2 separate regions of the Ovis aries genome follow, and region 2 is linked to region 1. The links are chromatin contacts, called in public Hi-C maps. All regions are on one chromosome and are shown on one strand. The core of a region is the stretch at or near the end of the contact, and the rest is flanking DNA. Distances in the headings are between cores, read along the strand shown.

Region 1 (5,297 bases), core at 845-3,344:
CTGCCAATGCAGGAGGCATAAGACAGGAGGGTTCCATCCTTGGGTGGGGAAGATACCCTGGAGTAGGAAAGGGCAACCCATTTCAGCATTTTTGCGCAGAGAATCCCACAGAGGAGCCTGGCGGGCTACAGTCCATAGGTTCGCAAAGAGTCTGACACAACTGAAGTGACTTAGCAAGGATGCTTCCCAATTTAGTTAACAATGACGGTCAAAAACACTCAAAACAGTAATGACGTGATCAGTAACTACAAAAGCTTACTTTTGGCAAAGGACCACGAAAGGGTAGATACAAACTGTGCCTCATCAAGAAAATCTGAGATCTTGATTTAATTATCAGTGATTAGAAACAAACTTTTCATTTACATAATATAAAAAAATTCACCCCACAATTCAGATCCTTAATTACATGCTTTTATTTTCACCTAAAATAGTAAATTCAACCAGCATATTCAAATTTAGGATAAAATAATTAAAATATCAAAATGGAACGGGTACATCAAACAAATGTGAACTCCTCTCCCCACACCCATACAGGGTGGAGGTTTCAGTTGGCAAGGATTCCCAACTCCTGTTTAAGATGTCACCTTGCCTCCTGGACACACCCATCGCCTGTAACCACTTGGCAGAAGGAACCACAAAATAAGTATTGCAAATTACCGCTCTCATTAGACTTTTTTTTAACAGGAAAGAGCAAGAGTTCCGGTCTCAAGTGACAGGAAAATGCTTTAAAAAAATCCCGTCCCCCTATATACTCTTTTATCACCATAGTCTTTGACAATCATTAATGTACAAATGAATTAAACTGCACCTAAAAGATGACCTGGCATTTTCGCTACGGAAATAGCTATTTTCAAGGGTGTTGTGCGGGGCAATACAGTGTTAACGGATCTTAAACATTTCAACGTGCACGTGAGCACTCAAAAGAGGACTGTGGCCCCTGTCAAAGGCATCCTTCCGATTGTTACTAGAGGGTAAGACAGACTTTGGCAACAGAACGGGAGTCACCTCCGAGCTGGCTTTCGGTGAGTGAATAGAAAAACGCCTTTCAAACGCCAGCTGGAGTCTCTGGCTTTCTCTAACGAGATGCGCAGTGCGAGGCTGCGCTTAACTTCAGATATAGTCATTTCCTTCAACGACAAAACCACTTAAATTTTTTTTAGATTTAGCCTGGGAAGTGGAATTAGGCCTCAAGGCCCATATGTAGCAGAAAGATCAGGATTCACCGAGCTTCCTCCTAGCCGCCGGGGGTGGGGGTGGGGTGGGGGATGGGAATCGGACGAGGCTGACCTCCCCAAACGTTGCCCGACCGGACGACCCCGCAGCGCCGCGGGACGCCCAGACCTCCGCAGTCCTGCAGGTGCCAGCGCAGCAGCTGGGGCTCGAGCCGGGTCTGGCGAGCGACGGCCGCGGTCCCGAGCCCGCCCCGCCCCCGGCCGCTCCCCGCGGACTCGGCCCACTCAGCTAGTCCGCCCGCCCGCTCGCGCGCCCCCAGCTCCCTCCCGGCCCAGCACGCGGGGGCTGCGGGCTAACGGCGGCGCCGGCGCTCGCCCCGGGCCTCGCGCGCTCCCGCCCGCCCCCTCGGCGCATGGCGGCCGCGCGCGGACAAAGGCGCTTCCTGGCGCCCGCACCAACCGTCCGTTGAGCTTTTGAATACGGCCCCTGGCTGACCTTTTGAGATGCCCGACCCAAGGCTTCTGCGCTCCCGCTCCTCCCGCCCTTCCACCCTCGCCTACCCCGGCTGCCCCCGCCCCGGCTCCATCCTCATCCTGCCTCTGAGGACCTCCAAGGTCCCGGGGGCGGTGCGCCTGGCCCCCGGTACAGCACGGGACACCTCCCTGAGGAGAGTGGGGGTGGGGGAGCACCTGCGACATAACCGCCGTGGACGCCCCCAGCCTCTGGCGCGCCATCCCCCTGGCGAAGACCAATCCTAGAGAGTGTGAGAAAGGCTAGTTCCCTTTCGTCCATTCGCTTCAGCCCCTTACCCCCTACAGGCCGAGCGCCCGCAGCTTAGCGACGCACTCACCATGCTGCAAGCGTTACCGGTCTCCGGGACGCAATCACACAACTACTCAGCTCGCTCGCTCCACTCGGACTAATTCTCCCCCTCCGCCCCCAGCGCCTCATAAACACCTCCCTCCGCCAGATCCCTCCGCCACACTTCAGATAACGGAACATCATAAACGAGTCCCGGCCAACCCCCTCCCCTCCAACTCCTCTCGAGACCCTTTTATCCACAATTATGTGAAAGACGATGCAAAAGATAAAGGGAAGGGGACGAACGGATGACGTAAGTGTGTTTCACTCCCTAGAGAGCCGTTGAAGAGCCGGTGGAGTGGCGCCTGAGAGGCGCTACTTTGCGGCGCGGAAGAGCATCGTAGTAACGACGCGCAGCGCGATGATCGTTGAAGCCTCCTCTGATTGGCCGGTTCGTACCTGCAATGCGTCACTGGGGCTCGCAGCCGCTGCCGGGACGCGGTGCAGCTTCTGCCGTTGCGGCTCGGGCCGCGCTGTCCTGGCAACTGCGGTTGGCTGGAAAGCTTTCCTCCTCCACCCATCCTTCCTCGCTACATTTGCACGAAAGCTTTCCCGCCCCGCTGTAGGGGGGTCTACGAAAATAGCGATTAAGAATGAAGCTGAAAGACCCAGTGAAACCCGTACCCCGCGCTCTTCATCTCAGCCTCGTTTATTCGCCTTATGGAGGCCACACGTTTACCATGTAACTCCGCCACAAAGCGAAAAGTGAAAATCACTCAGTCGTGTCCGACTGTTTGTGACCCCATGGAATTCTCCAGGCCAGAAGACTGGAGTGGGTATCCTTTTCCTTCTCCAGGGGATCTTCCCTGATCAGGGATCGAACCCACGTCTCCGGCATTGCAGGCAGATTCTTTACCAGCTGAGCCCACAAAGCCCATGAAAATCTTGGTAAGGGCGAATGCAGCTGCTCACCTGGCTAATCCTAAAGGAACTTCCGTTTATACTTCCCCTTTGCTGGCTGACAGTAAAGCAGCTGCCTACAATGCGGGAGACCCGGGTTCAATCCCTAGGTCGGGAAGATCTCCTGGAGAAGGAAATGGCAACCCCCTCCAGTCATGGACGGAGGAGCCTGGTGGGCTACAGTCCATGGGGTCACAGTCAGACACGACTGAGCAACTTCGCTTTGCCTTCATCATGGGGGTAATTTACCGGGGGAGGGCGGGTTAAAAAACGCAGTATACAAAATTCCAATAGCCCCTTGATACTGTGGAATAATAGGGTTCTGGCTTGGAGTGAGACCTGGGTATGAGTACTGGTTGGGTCAGATGTACGACCTTGGATGAGACGTTTAATCTTTAGCCTCATTTGTAAAATGGAGGTTACAATACCTATCTTGAAACGTTATAAGAATTAGAATCATATAAAGATTATCATCTCGGAGAAGGCAATGGCACCCCACTCGAACACTTGCCTGGAAAATCCCATGGACGAGGAGCCTGGTGGGCCACAGTCTACGGGGTCGCTAAGAGTCGGACACGACTGAACGACTTCACTTTCACTTTTCACTTTCATGCATTGGAGAAGGAAATGGCAACTCACTCCAGTGTTCTTACCTGGAGAATCCCAGGGACGGAGGAGCCTGGTAGGCTGCCCTCTATGGGGTCGCACAGAGTCGGACACGACTGAAGCGACTTAGCAGCAGTAGCAGCAGCAGCAAAGATTACCATCTAGGTAAAGCGTTGAAGTACCTGGTACAGGATAGGCACACAGTGGTTACCATAATAAAACCATCGTATTGTGTATATGTGATCATACTGAGTTTCCTAATGAATTTGCCCTTTTGAGTCTTTAATCTCTCAGGTTTAAATGAACATTTTTGAAGCCACATAGAAATTAGCTCTGAAATTGGCAACCACTGTTGGTGGGAATGTAAAACAGTACAGCCGCTTTGGAAAATAACATGGCAGTTCCTTAAAAAATTAAAAATAGAATTACCATATGATCCAGCAATTGTGCTTCTTGGTATATACTCAAAAGAACTGAAAGCAGGATCTTAGAGATATTGTTACACCCATGTTCATGGCACTATTCAAGACAGCTAAAATGTAAAAGGGATCCAAGTGTTCATCAGCGGATGAATGGATAAGCAAAATGTGGTATACATCTGTTGTACATAAATGGCATATTATTTGGCCTTAAAAATGCTGCAATATGCCACAACATGGATGAACTTCAAGGACATTATGCTAAGTGAGGTAAGTCACAAAAAGTCATATATTGTATGATTCCATTTATTTGAGGTATTTGGAATACTCAAAAATCACGGAAACAGAAAGTAGAATGATGGTTGTCAGGGAAAGGGGGAATGAGGAGTTATTGTTTAATGGGTATAGATAAGAGTTTCCATTCTACAAGATGAAAATAGTTGTGGGGATGGACGGTGATGGTAGCACAACATTACGTATTTAGTACCACTGAACTCTACACTTTAAAATGGTTATGATGGTAAATTTTACGTGTGTTTTGTCACACATGAAAATTTTTTTTTTAATTTTTGAACCTTTAATTTGGAAAACTTTAGATATAAACTATATACAAGTGGACTGTAGCCTACCAGGCTCCTCTGTCAGTTCTCCAGGCAAGAATACTGGAGTGGGCAGCCATTCACTTCTCCAGGGATATACAAATGGAGAGAAAAGTATAACAAAAAAAAGTACCAATCACTCAGGTTTACAGCATTCTGTCATTCTTGTTTCATATATTCCCCATACCCAATTTAAAAACAATTACCTTCTTGGTCCCACCCAAAATAAGCAAGGGTGTGTATAACCTGGAATATTTAACAAGTGAATAGCAATAATTTACGTATCGTATAAACTCATTTGAAAATAATGTAATTGTTACCTTAGAGGGGGCTTAGAGGATTTGGCCCACCACAGAGTTTCCAAAGAGGGTTTCCAGAGAACATGACTCCTTCATTGAGTCTGACATGATAATGTCAGGCCAGGAAAAAGCGAAAAGGCAGGGAGGAATAGAGCAGCAAGTTTAGATGAAAGAAAGAACAAAGGCAAGCAATTACATGGCACAGTGGAGGAGTGTCAATGGTTAGGCATTACCAGGATGAGCCCACTTCAGGAGATAGTGCTGGGAAGTTAGGAAGAAACTAGGGATTCATGCTCAAACTGCAGTTCCTCAAGAATGTTGGTAGAACCAGAAAAAAATCCTCTTAGGCCACAATAAGACTTCATAATTTTCTGGTTAAAAAGCACAACCTTGTAAAACCTAATGAATAGCATTTTCAGCAAACCAAGGTATTTTCTGCT
Region 2 (5,297 bases), core at 1,301-3,800, 76 kb after region 1:
GAGACAGAATGAAAGTGTTTAATCATTTACTTAACTCCATCCATCCATTTACACATTCATCCCTTCATTAATTTGACACATATGAATGCTTATTTAGAGGTCAGCTATGTGAAGTGCTATGAGGACTGTTGACTCTCATGGTAGAAAGAAGACAAGAGAACTCTCTGGGGTCCCTTTATTAGAGCACTAATTCCATTCATGAGGGCTCTACCCTCATGACCTACTTAATACCTCCCAAAGTCACCACCTTCTAATACCATCACATTAGGGGTCAGGATTTCAACATATGAATCTGGGGGAGACACAAACATTTCATAACAGACTATAAGCTCTGTAGGGGTGGGGACCACGTCTGTCTTGCTCACTTCTGTATCCTTAGCCCTTGCCCAGAGTGTGGCACATAACAGTGAAAGTGAAAGTCGCTCAATCATATCCAACTCTTTGCGACCCCGTGCACTATACAGTCCACGGAATTCTCCAGGCCAGAATACTGGAGTGGGTAGCCTTTCCCTTATCCAGGGAATCTTCCCAACCCAGGGATGGAATCCAGGTCTCCTGCATTGCAGGCAGATTCTTTACCAGATGAGCCACAAGGGGCACCGAAGAATACTGGAGTAGGTAGCCTATTCCTTCTCCAGAGGATCTTCCTCATCCAAGAATCGAACTGGATGCACTGCAGGTGGGTTCTTTACCAACTGAGCTATCAGTGCATATAACAGGGGCTCAGTAAATATTTCTGATGTGAATGGATGACAGATTTGACTGCTATTTGGAAGCTCTATAAGAATTCAGAGAACATCTACGTGGGTTGGAAGAGCTGGTGTAGACTTCATAGATGAGACATAAACACAGAGAAAGTTGTAACAATACAACAATATAATAAAGATGACAGGGCAATATGTGAAACATGTCAGATGGTGCAAATACTGCAGTTAAAGCAGGGAGAGTGTGTCAGCTATGATGTTTTTGTCAGCAAGTAACAAAAAATCCTCAGCTCAGACTATTCTCAACTGCAGGGAATTTATTATCTTTCCTAGCTCATGTTCAGAGGAAGGGCAGGCTCACAGTGTCTCAAGGAGTCCTTTCCCTCCCACTCTGCCATCTTTGAGTGGGTTTCATCGACAGGTTGGCTGACAGGATGCCCACAGCAATTCCAGATGTGGAAACATCCCACTGAAAAAGGACAAACTGTCCCTTCTCATGTCTCTTTCCCAGGAGCTTCCTAGCAATTTCTCCCTTTGTCTCACTGGCCAGAACTGGGCCACATGTTCAATCCCAGGCTGACTCCTGGTGAGAGGAGTAGGATTCTGAGACTGGCATAGAACAACCACAATCCACTCACTGAGTTTAAAAGGAGGAGTAAATATCCCATAGAAATTAGGATCTGTTAGACATGCATAAATGGGAGGATGAATTCTGGCTAAAAATCAACAGTGTTCACTGCAGCCCACTCCTTGCCCCAGGAAGGGGCACCTGGCCAGAGAGCAGGGCTGTAAGGGAACCCTGGAGGACTGCTCTGCCATGTGGCTCGCAGCCTCAGGTTTTATGGTGATGGGTTAGTTTCTGGGTTGTCTGTTGCGAATCATTCAGACTCAGGGTCCTTTCTAGTGGTGCACACATTGCTCAGCCAAGACGGATTCCAGCAAGCAGAATTCAGGGAGGTGGGAGGACACATCGTGTCTCCTTTTGACCTTTCTTGAATTCTTCTGGTTGGTGGTAGCTATGTTAGTCCCATGTTCCTTACCAAGACCTCCTGTGATAAAATAATTCACGCTAATGGTTACTACGGTGACTGGCCAGGGTGGGTGGTTTCAGTCAGTGTTTCCCCTAACAGTTAGACCCCAGAATGAGAAGCCCTAATTAGTGGGTTTGGGATGGTCCAGGCCTGGTTTCTGCAAGCAAATGGGGAAAGAACTGGCTTTGCACCAGCATAATACCGCATAGGAACCTGCAGCTTCAGATGGGGACGTCTGCCACTGGCTCCTTTGTTCCTGGCTCCACAGCTCAGACTGGCCTGGGCACAGTTTGGGGGATGGGCTGTGCACGTGCAGACCCTTAAGGAGGATTTGGGTGATGCTGATATTGTTGCTAACTTCAGAGAAACCAGCCTAATGCGTTTTGGATGACAGGTTCTTTGTTTTGGGAGAGATCATCGCTCTAAGAGCTCTTAAGAATCCAGAGACAAAGAGCAGAGAAGACTGAGATGAAAGATCAAAAATGGGACAGAGATTTCAAAACAAAAGCAAAAACCATCACAAGAGCTGCCTTGGAATTTCCCTCACTGGTGGAGGTGGGGGAGGGGCTGCTAATCAGCGCTAGGTCCAGAAAGGGGCAGTTTGGGCGGGGGTTGGGGGGAGGGGTAGGATTTAGGGCAGCGATCTTGAAACCTTGAGCAGCACTTACATAAGATAGAGAAAACATCAGTTGTTCGGATCAAAGAATGGGGGAGGGGTGCTTTCCGGAGTTTCGGAGAAGGCTAAAGCCGTCCCCAGCCTCCCGCGCACTGGCGCCGCCTCTGCGGCTCCTCAGCCCCGCGGTCCGCAGCGGCCCAAGGACGCTGGCCGCCCTGTCCAAGTGTTAGCTGCTGCGGGGACGACAGCCGGGCTCCCTAATGGAGCTCCCAGGAGCCCAGCTCGATCGGCTGCCTGCATTATTAATGCACTATGTCATCCTTCCTTTCACTCGGTCTCAGCTGCTGAAATTTTATAGAGCGGTATTATTAATTGAAGCAATTAGTGCGGGAGATATCAGCACAGCCGCGTCAGAGGGCTGGGGATGTGCAGGGCCAGGCTAGGTTCTCTCCCTCCCTTCCCTCGTGCCCCTTTCTCGCTTTCTCCCACCTCCTCCCTGAGCCTCCCTACTCCCACCTCTCTGATTTCTGTTCACCCCCACTTTCCTCTCTCCTGCTTTTCTAGTTCTCTCTCACTATCCTTCTGGCGAAACTCAGAGTAGCCACCACCCTTCCCAGGCTCAAATCATTCCCTCTCCAACCAGCATGGGCGGAGGGACACAATGACAGAATAACAGCATCATGGTGGCTCACTCCCCTGGCGTGACTGGCCCCGGTTGAATCAGAATGGAAGACCATCCTTCATGGTTCTTGTTTTGGTTCAGAGCCCCTAGTGGGGGTGGAGGGTGGCAGGTAGAAAAAGCAAGGGCTCACTGCCTGTTAGACCCATTCATTTATTCGTTCATTTTCCCTCCGTGGGTACCCAATCGTATAGTAGGTGATATGCGAAATAAAGGAGATAAAAGAGCTTAGGCCTGGAACTGAGGTTGTAGCCAGAGATACCAGACTAGCTTCTGAAACAGCAAAATAGGGCACAGCAAAGGGTCCAGGGAAGTGATTCCCCAGTGGGTGGATTGTCCAGCTGTGTGAAACATCCTCTGTGGCTCAGGAAGTGACAAGTAAGTCCTTGGGAAACAAACCAAGGAATCCTGAGGGGTGAAGAAAGTGAGGTATGAGATCCCCGCAGGCTGCAGGAGGGTGGGAAAGGTGGGGGGCTGCAGCAAGAGGGAGCAGCTCCTTCAGAGGTTGAGACCTAGAAGCAACTGGAAAACCTGGCCAAGGGCCAGGACTGCAGGACCCAAAGATCCTTTCATCAGGAATTAGAGACACCTGAGAGGCTCATGTTCCCTGTAAAATGAACAGATACCAGGATGGAAACATCCAGGGTGAACAGTCACTCTCTGCCCCTCACCACTCTCCCTGCTCCCCTCGCCCCAGCTCATGGGAACAGGGACACCTTGTGTTACAGAGAGAGATCTCCTTGGGCATTTGGGAGCAAGTGGTCTGCTCGGTTACATTAACTTTTAGTGGGAGTATGCTCTTGGTTTTTAAACTTGTTTTATTATGAAAGTTTTCCAGCCACACTAGAGAGAATATAATGAACCTTCATATTATTATAGTTCAGCTTCAAAAATGATCACCTCACAGTCAGTTTTCTTTTATCCACCTTCCCCCAACTTTGCCAGGGGGCAGGGGACGGTGTCAGAAGCACACGCTTTAAGGTAACGCAGTCTTGAAAAAACTGATCTGTTCATTTTTCTTTTTTTTTTTTAATAAAAACAAGTGCATGCACACCCCTTCTGACAGACAGATTTTCATGTACAGTGCTTATTTAAATGTGAAAAAAAGATCTATCATGTGGTAAACTCTCCCAGTGTGCCTGGGCAGGGGTAGGGTATTAATCATCATTGACTCCTTCCAGCAGCTAGAGAAGTAGGGATAATTAAGTGGTGAGAGAGTGCTCACTTAAAGAAAAAGTGGTGAGAGAAAGGTCGCCTATAGTAAATCACAGAGGCTCACAAAGCCCCAAACCCCCGCCGGGGCACCCCTAGAGAAGCTAAGGCCAAAATGGGGGGAAAAAGAAAAATCATGGCTAGTGAGGATATTGATGACTACCCTTGTGGTCTGACCTCAGTTCCTTGAGCTCTGTTTACTCCTTTTCCCTGCTTAGTGGCACCTATTCCCCACCTTCTAAGACTCTCATGCTGATCATTTTTACCCCATACCTCCACTGAAAGCTGTACCAAGGAAAGGGGCTCAGGTTAGTGAGTGAACTATGGTATCACCTACAGCAGGGCTGCACAACCAACTTTCTACAAGGATGGAAATGTTCTGTTCTGTGCTGTCCAGGACGGCAGCCGCAAGCCACCTGTGGTTGTTAAGCATTGGAAACGTGGCCCTACACGGAAGTGTGTGCCCTTGAGTGCCGGGTGAGGGCAGGACTTTGTCCTAGGGGTGGTATCTGAGCAAAGGAATGTTTTATGGGAGCAGGAAGGCTTTATGGTTTTATCTGCTTATTGGTCTGATTGCTCCCTTACAGGTGATGGACCCTGATCTGAACTCATGCATAATATCATTTAATTCTCAAATACAGCCCTCTGAGGTTGATGTTTTACAGATGGAGAAACTGAAGCTCAGTTAGGGTAAGTGTCATGCATTTACTGACTGGCAGAGGAATTTGAACCCAAGTCTATCTTATCCTGAAGCCTCAGGGCACTATGCAGTGCTGGTTTTAAGAAAATTCAGTTGCTATCGGGATATGAAAATGGACTGGAATAGGAGGAGGTGATGAAGTCTCCAGAATTAATACTGGCACTCAGAGCCTCTAAGTAAATCCTTGCTCATTTTAATTGAATTGAGTAAAGGTTTTGGAAAGTTTTTAAGCCCAACCAGGCTGCCAGGAACTTAATCTGGCCCAGGCGTCTAAGAAACCTATTTCTACAGGGGATCCAAGCACTTCCAGGCTCTCACAGTTTGCTATCCACTACAGAGGCTAATGAGATGAGCT

The links. A called contact is a pair of places that touch in the nucleus more often than the background predicts.
Region 2: a Hi-C map of hypothalamus shows a contact between it and region 1, with 2.0 times the contacts expected there. The contact joins the enhancer-like site here to the promoter of CALM2 in region 1. A contact is called at or near these places in 3 of 16 Hi-C or Micro-C datasets (hypothalamus, omental adipose tissue and tail adipose tissue).

Annotation. Positions count from the first base shown.
Region 1 is chr3:77,210,066-77,215,362 of ARS-UI_Ramb_v3.0, reverse strand. It overlaps CALM2 (calmodulin 2), which reads right to left and starts at 2,094. Exons shown (of 6, transcript NM_001009759.1): 1 at 2,024-2,094. The coding sequence starts at 2,026.
Region 2 is chr3:77,134,119-77,139,415 of ARS-UI_Ramb_v3.0, reverse strand. No RefSeq gene overlaps it. Among named protein-coding and RNA genes, the nearest start is that of CALM2, 77 kb to the left of the region's middle. Within about 2 kb of position 2,550, at least 15 of the 54 cell types and tissues checked have an H3K27ac peak or open chromatin away from gene starts, as enhancers often do. A contact at or near this core is called in hypothalamus, where this site is marked.